2 separate regions of the Mus musculus genome follow, and region 1 is linked to region 2. Evidence: chromatin contacts called from public HiChIP or PLAC-seq data. All regions are on one chromosome and are shown on one strand. Each heading gives the region's core, a stretch centred on a gene start, on an enhancer-like site or on the middle of the called end of the contact. The rest is flanking DNA. Distances are from core to core; before and after follow the strand shown. Region 1 has its middle 15 kb from the start of Susd1. Region 2 overlaps Susd1 (sushi domain containing 1).

Region 1 (6,120 bases), core at 489-2,988, 86 kb after region 2:
CTCTCAGAGGCTTCCTTTATTCCCAGATACCCATTCTCCTTACAACCCTGGTGTGATGGTTTGTATAGGTTTGGCCCACATAGACTTAAGTGTTGGAATGCTTGGCCTACAGGGAGTGGCACTATTAAGAGGGATGACCTTGTTGGAATAGGTGTGGCCTTACTGGAAGAAATTCGTCACTTGTGGGCGTGGTTTGGAGGTTTCTTATGCTCAAGCTCTGCCCAGTCTGGAATCAGAGTTCTCTCCTGGCTGTCTAAGGAACACACTATCCTTCTGGTTGCCTTTGGTTCAAGATGTAGAACTCTCAGTTCCTTTTCCAGCACCATGTCTGCCTGCACGCTGCCATGCTTCCAGCCATGATGATAATGGACTGAACCTCTGAGCTGTAAGCTATGGATGTGGTGTCTCTTCAAAGCAATAGAAACCCTAAATAAGGCAGTACCCAACCTTTTTAAGCTAGTTTTAGTGGGGAAACTGAGGTATAAGGGTGATAAAGCACATAGAGAAAAGGACAGGAGACATTTCCCCAAGGGGCTCCAATCCCCTACACTGTAATCTGTCCCCAAGTCTTATATTTCTTTGCTAGTGTTCCATGAGAAACTCTTTTCATAAGATGAGTTAAGAATTTTTGCTTAGGCTAGTACAACTGAGATCCTTTTACTTGCCAGAGAGGGAGAGCTGGTCCCACACCTTGCTGGCTGTAGCCCTCAGCAGAGTGGGCCCTGCACCTCACCTGGGTAGAGCTGGCCCCAGTAGTATGAGTATGGGTGAGTGGGCCTCAAATTCTTGAGAATGGGAATGCTGGCCATGCCCCTAGCTGGCTGAGGGAATGGGTGAACTAGCCAGGGCAGTGCTAGAGTGTTCACCCTGGTGATGTGGGTGGAGGAGAGAGCTGGAGGCTGACCAATTCACCTACCACCCAGGCCCAGATCCAAGGCTTTGAGTTGGCCCACCCCAACATCTACCCCATCTATGAACTGCTGGAGTGTGTGAAGGGTCCAGTCCTGCAGCTCCAAAGCTGCAGGATCTTCATGACACAAGGCAATGACTAGATCCAGATGAGGATCCAGTACTGTTAATGTAGCAGAAGCCAGGGCTTTGTACCAGACCAATAACTCATTACAATGAACATTTCCAAGTAAATGTGACTGTGGCTAGCATACTGCAGATTCCATGATGAGATTTTGCTGTTTGCTGGTGTTTGTTTTTATTGTTGTTCTTTTGTTTTGTTTTTATTTTTATTTTTTTATTTCTTTCGGGGGAGGTTGCAAGGGCTGTGGAGGTTGTCTCAAGGTATCTTAGTTAGGGTTTCATTGTTGTGAAGAGATGACCAAGACAACTTTTATAAAGAAAACATTTAACTGGGGCTGGCTTACAGTTCAGAGGTTTAGTCCATTGTTGTCATGGTAGGAAGCATGGCAGCCTGCAGGCCAATATGGTGCTGGAAAAGGAGCTGACAGTTCTATACTTTGATCTGCAGGTAGCAGAAGGAGACTGTGTCTGTCACACTGGGTGTAACTTGAGCCTATATGACCTCAAAGCCCACCTTCACAGTGACATACTTTGTCTAATAAGGCCACTCCTTCTCATAGTGCCAGTTTTATGACCAAGCATTCGAACACAAGAATCTGTGGGGCCCACACCTATTCAAACCTCCACAGGTACCAGCAGCCTATGAGATTCCTTAGCACCAGCTGTGTGAAGTGACTCGTCTGTCTTGGCCTGGAATGATGCAACATTCTGAAATCTCGCTTGCATTCTAAGAAACCGAAACCTTTGCTGAATCTCTCAGCCAGAGTTAATAGTACACCCGGGAGTCACTTAAAACTTGACTACCACCGGACTGTGTACTCAAACTGTTTCACTTGCCTTTAAGAGAGCAAAGCCATAACTAACCTTACTGACCTTGGATTTCCCGTGTCATCAACTTTTACAACCTCAGCCAATGCAGAGTGGTTTCTTAGACTACACACTCTTCCACGCCCCTGACACAGATAATGCATGTGTATCATTTGTTTGACAGCAGCAAACACAGAAGTTGAAAGCAATTTGCTGAAATCTATCAGAAAGGTTGAAAGTACCCTTTATGGAAAAGTGGCTAACAGTGACTGTTGTCTGGGTCAGTTGGGATCAACTGGAACCAGTGATTTATACCCTTGTAAACTTTGTTAAAGATTTGCAAACTGTCCTGTTCCTTCCCCCATGAGATGCTTTCTATGATGACCAATCAATATAAAGTGAAGCCCTTTGTGAGGGACAGACACCACCCACACACAGATACATCCAGGTCCAACAAGAGACAGAGACACAAGGATACACACAGACAGACACAGGGACAAACAGATTCATAAAACAGCCTTCCGGTAGGAGATTCAGATCATACCACACAGAGACAGAGGATGGAAGACACAGGGAGCATGAAGCAGAGAGTTCAAATCCGGATGCTCTCTTGGTTAGGAGTTCAGTAGGATGCTTTTATTCCTTTCCTTACTGTAATGCCAATGCATTGTTGGTGGCCTGGAGTTAATTACTACTGTGTTATTACCCACACATTGACCTTTCCAGCCTGTCTTGAGTGGTCAGCTTGATAACTTGGATAAAAGACAAATGGTCTCCTGGTCCCAAATGTTTGATGATGACTTATCACTGTTGTACTGTGGATGGGTGGGGGGGTGTCTACAAATGAGGATATACCAACTGGTAAATATGAAACACAGCATTGTTCACTAAAGCCTTCAATACCTTCCTATACCATACTGGCTTCTCTGTAATTTGCTCAATTTTCCTTCTGCATTTCTCTTCCAAAGCGCCCAACGATCATGGTTGGCCCTTAGGGGTGTCTGTTTCATTAGATTATAAACTGCAAAAGGCGTGAGGATGTGTCATGATGCTAGTTAACTTTGCCAATCTGTGACCAAATACTTGACAGAGTAACTCACAACCAGGATTTGCTTTTCTCACAACTTCAAGTCTACTCCGAAGTTGCTTGGTCCTGACCTCAGGCATAACATCATGACAGCAACAGCTCTCACCTCATGAAAACAGGGAGCAGAGACAATAAGAGAGACATAGTTGAAACCTTCAAAGGCAGGCCTCCAGGAACTTCCACCAGCTCGGCCCCATCTCACCTCCCCAAACAGTGTCACCATCTGGGGCACAAATATATTGAACTCCAACAGCCATGTTGGCCGAATATCATGGTGCCTGGTAAAATTCCTTGGGTCTAGTTAGTAGTTCTGAGGGAATGACAGATTGCTTGCCAGTAGACTTTAATATGCTGCTCAGCTAAACATCCATGGAGCCAAGCAGTGTGGGGAAGATGGGATGAGTCACCCTTTACACGTCTCATTTCCTGCTCATTCAAAGATCAGTGTTTCTAGGATGATCTAGCCCCCAGGGCTGTCTCTGAAACTCAAGATGGGCCCTACATTGCTCTGACTTGTTTTAAAAAGGATAAGAGTAAGACATATTGACGTTGTACCAAAATGAATGATGGAAAAAGAAGCACACATTAGCCAGTTCAAAGGATTTCTCATGCTTTGATTTTCTCTGGCAGGTTTGTGGGATGAACCCTAAGCACTCATGGGTAATTTTCTAATCAAATTATGCTTTTGCATCATGGCAACTACTTCACAAATACAATTTGCTAGCATCAGCCACAATATCAGGAGCAGAAGCTACAAACCTTAGATCTTCGCATAAAACACATGTTGCCACACATTGTTTAAATCAAGCAGACTGCACCTGTCCAAACAGGCCGGTTCCCCCTTATTATCAACGTTCCAGCTGCTTGCTTTCTCTCTTTGTCTCTCTCCAAATTCATCTGTTCTGAGATCTCCTTTGTCATGGCGTTACTGTGGCCTGCTTAGGAGACTTTATGTTCAATAACATTTAAAAAGTCAGGCCGGGAATGTAGCTCACTTAATAGAGTTCTTGCCTAGTATGCAAAAACCCTTGGCTTACAAGATCCTCAGCACTGCCTGAGCCAGAAGCCAGCCATGGTGGCAGATACCTATAATCCCAGCGCTCAGGAGGCAAGAGAAAGAAAATTGGAGGTTCAGGTCATTCCTGTCTCAAAAAAGGGAAGGAGGGAGGGAGAAAAGGAAGGAAAAAAGGAAGGAGGGAGGGAGGGAGGGAGGGAGGGAGGGAGACAGCAGGCAGGCAGACAGAGATGGGAAAGGGAGAGAGGGAGGACACACTATAATTTAGCTCATAGTTCCCAAATGTCAATGACTTCAGTTGTGACTTGTCAGTGACTCATATACTGTCACTAGACTCCAGCTTGTCTTCTCAGCATGTCTGGTTCTATTCTCAAGTGTCCCTTCAAGATCAGAGGATGGCAGCAGCCACAGTCCTTCTGTCTTCTCAGTTTATAATCCAGCAGACAGAAAGAGAGTGTCTTAGGGTTTTACTGCTATGATCAGGCACCATGACCAAGGCAACTCTCATAAGGAAAACATTTAATTGGGGCTGGCTTACAGGTTCAGAGGGTCAGTCCATTATCATTAAGGCAGAAACATGGCAGCAGGCATGGTGCAAAAGGAGCTGAGACTTCTACATCTTCATCTGAAGGCTGCTAGCAGAATACTCACTTCCAGGCAGCTAGGGTCTTAAACCCATGCCCACAGTAACACACCTACTCCAACAAGGCCACACCTCCTAATCCTGCCACTCCCTGGGCCGACCATATACAAACTACCCCAGAGAGGAAGTCCAGAACCAACTGTCCCGGGGCTGGTGCTCACAATAAAACCAGTCATAAGACCAATTATTAGCTAACCTGCACCAGGGCTAAGCCTGACTCTGGGGTCAGCCTGTTCTGACCCCCAGGACTGCAAGAGGAAGAAGTGGTTCCTGCTGCAGATGATAGCTCATGTCTTTACAGAAGGGTACAGGAATGCTGGACAGTAAGTCCTCAGCATTGAGCTGAGTTCCCCAGCTGCTCAGCTCCTGCCCTTCCTCTTCAGTTCACCAGTGTTTTCAGATGTGATAAACGGGCTGGGAGGTTTCAAACCTTTCTCCGTTGGCATTCTAACATGGCTTCGGGGCTCTCGTCACTCTGGTTAGCTCCTGTTTCCTTGTTGTTGTTTTAATTACATGTGCGAAAGGGTGAGGCAGTGCAAGGCTTCCTCCATCTTGTATTATCGCTGAGGCCATTTCAGGTTTACCCAGAATTTGCTCTCCTTGAAGGAAAATTCTGTGGAAAACTATTCAACTCTATTCTAGGAACCCAAGGTCAAGATGTCGCATAATTCACCTCAGCTTCTGTTAAACTGCTTGCTTGTGCAAACTTTCCCCCACGCAGCTGCTGAGAAAGATACCAGGATTTGGCTTTTGCCTTATGGGTCCTGAAGGCCGGAGTGCAGTCCCAGCAGGCTGAATAAAGACTTTCAATTGCCCATAAGTATCTGAGTGGTCATCTCTGGTGGGCTCCCTGTAACTTTGTACATAGAAAGTTATTGTATGCTAAAACTGAAAATAACAGGGTTGTCTGACCAGAGTAGAATCAAGTGGCTCTTTTCCCACAAATATTGACACTTAAAACTCAGCAAAATGATGCTTTTGTTGGTGGTGTTCTTGCTGTGTTTTGTTTTGTTTTGTTTTGTTTTGTTTTGTTTTGTTTTGTTTTGTTTGAGACAGGCTCTCATTAAGTATCCCTGGAACTCTCTGTGTAGACCACGTGAGAGGTGCCTCTGCCACCTGTACTGAGATCACAGACAGGAGCTACCAGACCTGGCTACTTGTTTATTTTTATATCTCAAATACAGGACTTTAATGCCCTTTATATTTTATATTGTTAGATTCAATTAATCACCTTCTTTTTCCTTTTAGAATAACTCTACCAGGACACATCCTGATGACTCTCAAGAGACAGCCTCTTCCCTCACTTAGGAATGATGGCTTTTTTAATGATTTATTTTTATTTTATGTGCATTGATGTTTTGCCTGCATGTATGAATCTCCTAGAACTGGAGTTACAAGCACTTGTGAGCTGCCATGTGGTTGCTGGGAATTGAACCCAGGTCCTCTGGAAGAGCATCCAATGCTCTTAACCACTGAGTAGTCAACTTTTAGCCCCTTCATTTGATTTTATTTTTTAAAGGACTAGTAAGTCATGGA
Region 2 (5,663 bases), core at 1,724-4,223:
ACACTCTAATCTGTGCTGAGGGTCATTCTGGGAGTTGCCCACAACAGTAAAGACAATACTTTGCCTATTAATCCTGTGTAATCCCACGTGGCAAGGAAAATTAAGATTTGGTTTCTCACTACAAAAAGTGCATACACTGGCTGGAACCTAATATGATGAAGAGAGTGCCTGAACAGGTTATACAGCGCATGCAGGGTCTCTAAGTCAAGAATGCAGGAATAGAGGAAGTGGGTATTTGATTATTAGGAAAAATGTATCGATCAGATCAAGTTTTAGCACATTAGCATCTTGGATATGAACTATAGAATTATTTTAGCTATCTCTCCTTTTTTTCCTCTCTAACTTCCTTCCTCCCTCCCTTCTCATATCTCTGCCTGCATGGACATTGTAATTGGCCAGGAGTAGCTAAGTTGTGTGTGGCTAAAACAATACTACCCAAGTGGACTGGCAGAATCAGGTGGGTAGACCCTGAGTGAGCACCTGTGCATACTGACTCAGAACTTCTGGGATGGAACCCGTGAACCTGTGCCTAATACCTCTCCTGGTCATCCCACACTTGGTGAGATGGACAGAAATGCACTAATGTCTTGAGCGTTACAGTCTCCTGTGCAAAAGTCATACTGCCTGCCAAACTGGCCTGCTAGAAGCGAAAGTGAACAGGAAATGGGGTGGGGGTTAGGGGGTAGGGGGTGGGGTCCTGACCAGAGAGGAGCAGGCCCTTCATTTTGCAGCTCCTCCAGAGAGGAAACCCTGAAACTTCACTGCTAAGCCCAGAGAAGTGAAGAAATGGTAGAAGGGACCCTGGCATCGTGGCCCAGTGGGAGAATGCTTGCCCAGTTTGTGTGAAGTCCTGAGTGAGTGGGTTCTCTAAGGAAAAGAAGAAAGGAGAAAGGGTGGGAGGCAGGGAGGGAGAGAGGGAACGCTAAAGACCCCGTGCTCCTTAGCACTAGCTGGGAGCTGTGTAGTTAACATCGCTGGCCTCTATATGGCTTCCAGGAAAATCCACAAAGGAGGCGTTTCTAAGGAGCACCAAGGGGCGTCATTATACCCCTACTGTGAGTCAGACTGCTGCAAACACAGTAATAAAAAATCCAAGAGACTGGTGAGCATGAAACAGTTTTTAATATACCATCATGCAGAAGGGGGAAGCCAAATCACTGATCTAGCACAAAAATAGGGGTTTTAAAAATCCTGGAGAAATTTCTGTCCTCTTCTATAGGCTGGAACTTGGACTCCGTCCAAATCACTCTCATAGACCTTGGACACAAAGGCTCAGCCAATGAACAATCTGGGACATAGGGCTGCCGCTCTCCCCATTTTGGATCCTGGGCTCAGTCACTTTTCTAACCCTCAGAAGCTGAGACAGACAGACCCCAGCTTCCAGTTAGGAGAGGGAGGGAGGAAGGGACCTTATGCCTCCTCTAAGGCCAACGCACTCTAGTTCATCTCATCCTGAAACAGAAGTAACAGCTTATTCTTTACATGGGGCCATGCTCCTGGATGGCCCAGCTGTGAACCCCCTGGATTCAGCCAGTGCCCAGTGCAGCAGAGATAACATTTCTGTCTTCTGGAAGATTGCCAGGTCCAGCATGGCCTTGATAGGGACAGAATAACATAGTTCCTGCCCCTGGGACAGGGCCAGCAGGCGTGGGCCTCCACAAGTGTCAATGGCTGCTGTGGGCATAATGTACATATTTGATGTTCCTCCTTTGAGGAATGTCCTCCCCGTTAACATTGATGCCTCCACAATGTTCAGAGACAGCACAAATTAAGGAGGTGAAGGTGTGGCTAACATCTCAGCAAAATGGTAAATGCAGGGACCTTCAGGACAGCCCTTGAGGCTGTGGGAAAGAACCATGCGTTTGAAAATATATAATTTCCCAAGTATGCAAAAACATAAGGATGCAATGTAAATTGCATAAATGAAATATATGGGGCTTCATGAATCTAAAGGAACAAACACAGCTGCACAGTGAGCCAACTTGTCAAACAGACATTAAGGAAGGAGATAGAGAGCCATTTTGAATTTGAAACGAGAGACAGAAGCCTTACAGAATTCCCACTCTAAAGTTGCCTGGAATCTCTATGTAGTCTCCTTTTCTGGAATCTCCTCGAGAAGTCAAAACATTGTACAGAAGGACTGATTGGTAAGATTCAAGCATCAGGAATACCAGACAAAGCTGGCAGTTTATTAGAAGTAGAACGCAGGGCTCTTGACCCCATCCTCTGTGCTCCCCTCATTGTGCCGATGAACCCTCGTACCTAATGTGTTATCCCCAGGAACAAACTGGAAAGGCATCCGTGCCTACCTGTCACTGAGGTTGTTATGGTTATTTGTGCGGAGCGCGGCTCAGTGGGTCTCAGAAGGGTGATGTTTATCGTGTAATCAGTAGCGGGGTACAGATCTAAACACACTTCTGGAGCTCGGTCTCTTGTTGTGAAGTTAAAGAGAGCAGCATGGTAGGAGCTCTCTAGATACCACCTCTGACCCAGAACCTCCACCTGTCAGACGGAAAGAGAGTGCTGCGTTAGCTTCCTGCTGGCTGCCAGATTCCTAGACTGTCAAGAAATCTCCTTCTGCTAATCTTTGTAGGATTACCTTAAAGACAGCAAAGCTCCTGCACCTGTCCTACCCAGTTTTCCTCTCAGGCAGGTGTAGGACTAAGATTGAATTGCATAACCAACGACGGACAGGGAATAACAAGACGGCAGGCGGTTCTAGAGCAATCCCTTGTGCCCACTCAAATGAAAGAGACTGCACCGAAGCTACTGGGCAAAAATTCTTTCGGTTTTGTTCATCCTGAGGACTCCATAGAGAAGCCCCACTGTGCGGGGTACTTAGCATTATGAGAACTATCCCAGGCCATGCTTTGAAAGTGCGATGTGGTTTCTCTTGCGTCTTCCTTCCCATCAGAGCTGGTCAAAGCTGATGAGTGGAGGCATCCCACATACTGCGATCTGAATCACACCGCTCAAGCAACAGTGAGTCACAGAGGAAGCGAGTCACAGGGGAAGTGCAGGACAGATCCCAGGGTACTATGATCAAACGTTATCAACCAGTACAGTTTATCTGGTGAAACTGAGTTTAATGAAGCTCCCATCGTTGGCTCTCCACCCTCCACCATTACTTTCAATCACTGAACGAACCATCCTCACAGATCATCCAAGACTGGATAACTAACTGGCTCATAAGGTTCAACTCTCACCCAAGCCTTCTGACTCTCTTGGATAGTTTAGGCACCCTCAGAGAGAGATCAGCAAAACTTGAGTCCCTTACACTCAAGGCTATGAATGTCCTCCACATGGTTCCAGCTGTCCAATGCCACAGTCAGGCTTCAGGGTCTAGAAAGCATTACCAGGGGAGCTGGGCACAAGATCTCATGGTACCCTGCTCTCCTGGACCACTTGCTGATAAAGGATAATGTATTCACATGTGATATGAACAGTGTGTATATTCTCACATGCGGACAGCTTTTGAGTGCTCACTTTTCTCCAGTGGACGTAACTATATCCCATGTATTACATAAATGGATCCTTAACATATTAAAAGTTCAGTTTATTTTTTCCATTTAACTCTTCAGTCGTTTTAGGGTGTGTATGTGTGCATAGATGCCTGAGGCTGGATGTCTTCTCACTGAACCCTGAGCTCACAGATTCAGCTAGCCTGGCTAGTCAGCAGCCAAAGGAATCCTCTTGACTTGGCACACAGCACGGTACCTGGCTCTTTAGGTGGGGATGGGGTCCAAACTCAATGCCTCACACTTAGGGTGGCAAGTACATTACTAACTGAACGGTCTTCCCAGCCCCAAGAATCACTGGTTTTCTTAACCAAGTGTTTGGCTAGCTTTAACAGAACTCCTTCAGTACTATCATAGAATAAACCATTTGGGTCCTTGAATGTGTCTCTTTTCTAGGGCTCTTTCTCACCGTCCAGCCCTGATTAGGATTTTCACTTCCTCCTTACCTCCCTGCTCCTCTTTGCCCACACCTCCCCTCTTCACCCCCACTTCAGCTAATCCCTACACGTTTTCTATGATACGATTGATGTGGGGTTTGCTTCTTAAAAATTACACCTTGTTGGGGAGAAGTGGAGAGGTGGCTCAGCAGTTAAGAGCACTGGCTCTTAAAGAGGACCTGGGTTCGATTCCCAGCATGGATACAGTGACTCACAACCATCTGGAACGCCACACTCTACTCCTGGCCTCCATGAACATAAGGCACATACACGGTGCACATACGAACATGCAGACAAAGCATGCACATTAAGGTAAAGCATAAGTAAATATTTAAAAAATTATACTTAGAAGTAAATGCATGCATGCACGCGCGCACACACACACCCATCCCATTATTTTTACATTTTTGTCAAATGTAAAAATTCATAGTATCTCATTACAGTTGCTGTTTATTTGTAAATTGGTATTTGTTTGACTTGAAACTCTTGGGTCATAATATATGATATTCTTTTGCTAAATATTTATGGAATAAATAACTGATTTTCACTTTATCACACTCGGCCTGAATTCCTCTCTCTCTCTCCCTCTCTCTCTCTCCTATTTTTTTTTTGAGGACTACAACAAATAATTCTATTTGAAGTTGCTAACCCTCCCCCCTCCAAAAAAACTGTACATGAGTTTACAAACATATTAATATATAAATAATGAGACAGGTCCTAGGGAGCCTCCCTGTTGTCTCTGCTGGAGGTGAAAACTGGAGGGGCACTGTCCCCACAGGCTGCTTGTTGCTGTGACGTCGCATGGCAGCTGCTCAGGATCCACTGCTGGCTTCTTGGGCACCTCCGGGTTCAACTGGCAGTCTGTCTTCCGCTGTGCTCATGACGAGCTGGAAACTTTGAACCTGCAGCAGTGGCAGCTCTTCAGCCTGTCATCATCATCGTTCTGGCTCAAGCTTGTGCTGGAAGGGACACTTCCTCTCCCGACAGTGCTTCTTGTGGCCAGGCCGGTCCTTCTGCTGGCACTGAAAGCCACAGTATCAAGCCACCGGGCAACCCCCACAGATGTTGAACTCTCAAAGCTGCTTTTCAATCACCATACAAGGAGGAGAATGACATTCATAGTAGGTACAGGAATTTTCTTCCTCTTCCACCACATCCCCATTGGCATTATAGTACTGGGTCACATTCAAGACAGGGAAATGTTCTTCTATAGGGTCTGTGGGAAGCTGCTGGATTGCAAGCCAGTATAAGCTTTTTGCTGGAGGTCTCTTCAGCTTTGGGTCGCCAGCCCCATGGTACCAGCGGCAGGTTGTCCAAGTGATTGTCCACAGTCACAGCATTGAGATAAACCACCTGAAACCCGGGAGCCACACCTCCCCTGTGCCAGTCCCACAGCAGCTCATGCAGAAGCCTGCCTGAGCCCTTTCCTCGGTTTTTGTCAAAGGCATATGCAAATATCTTAGCACCATTTCCATCAGCATCTACTTCCATTCGGGCTCGGGCTACCGCCACCTCCTCTTGCCCACCGGACCTGCCACACACCTCAGCCTGAGTTTCTAGGCACGAAAAATGACACCAAAGTAAATCCAGGTTCCTTCTTAAATTTGCTTTTGATTTGAGTTTGGGTAGGGAAGGAAACTAAAGCTAAATGAGCTTCTTGGAAATGTACACCCAGTATGTGCATCTGAAGGCAAACTAAGATAAATGT

Evidence for each region. HiChIP or PLAC-seq counts read pairs in DNA pulled down with a chosen protein or histone mark.
Region 1: a contact with region 2 is called in a BATF HiChIP or PLAC-seq map of CD8 T cells, with 16 read pairs. The contact joins two enhancer-like sites. A contact is called at or near these places in 34 of 484 Hi-C or Micro-C datasets (B cells, CD4 T cells, CD8 T cells and 23 more), 8 of 115 datasets of contacts at active chromatin or transcription factors (CD8 T cells, the HPC-7 cell line, bone marrow-derived dendritic cells and 5 more) and 5 of 9 other capture datasets (adipose tissue, bone marrow-derived macrophages, embryonic stem cells and 2 more).

What each region holds. Positions count from the first base shown.
Region 1 is chr4:59,450,918-59,457,037 of GRCm38.p6, forward strand. No RefSeq gene overlaps it. Among named protein-coding and RNA genes, the nearest start is that of Susd1, 15 kb to the left of the region's middle. Within about 2 kb of position 1,739, at least 65 of the 459 cell types and tissues checked have an H3K27ac peak or open chromatin away from gene starts, as enhancers often do. A contact at or near this core is called in CD8 T cells, the G1E-ER4 cell line and trophoblast stem cells, where this site is marked.
Region 2 is chr4:59,363,413-59,369,075 of GRCm38.p6, forward strand. It overlaps Susd1 (sushi domain containing 1), which reads right to left. Exons shown (of 17, transcript NM_001163288.2): 10 at 2,310-2,502. It also overlaps the pseudogene Gm12527. Among named protein-coding and RNA genes, the nearest start is that of Susd1, 72 kb to the right of the region's middle. Within about 2 kb of position 2,974, at least 51 of the 459 cell types and tissues checked have an H3K27ac peak or open chromatin away from gene starts, as enhancers often do. A contact at or near this core is called in CD8 T cells, the G1E-ER4 cell line and trophoblast stem cells, where this site is marked.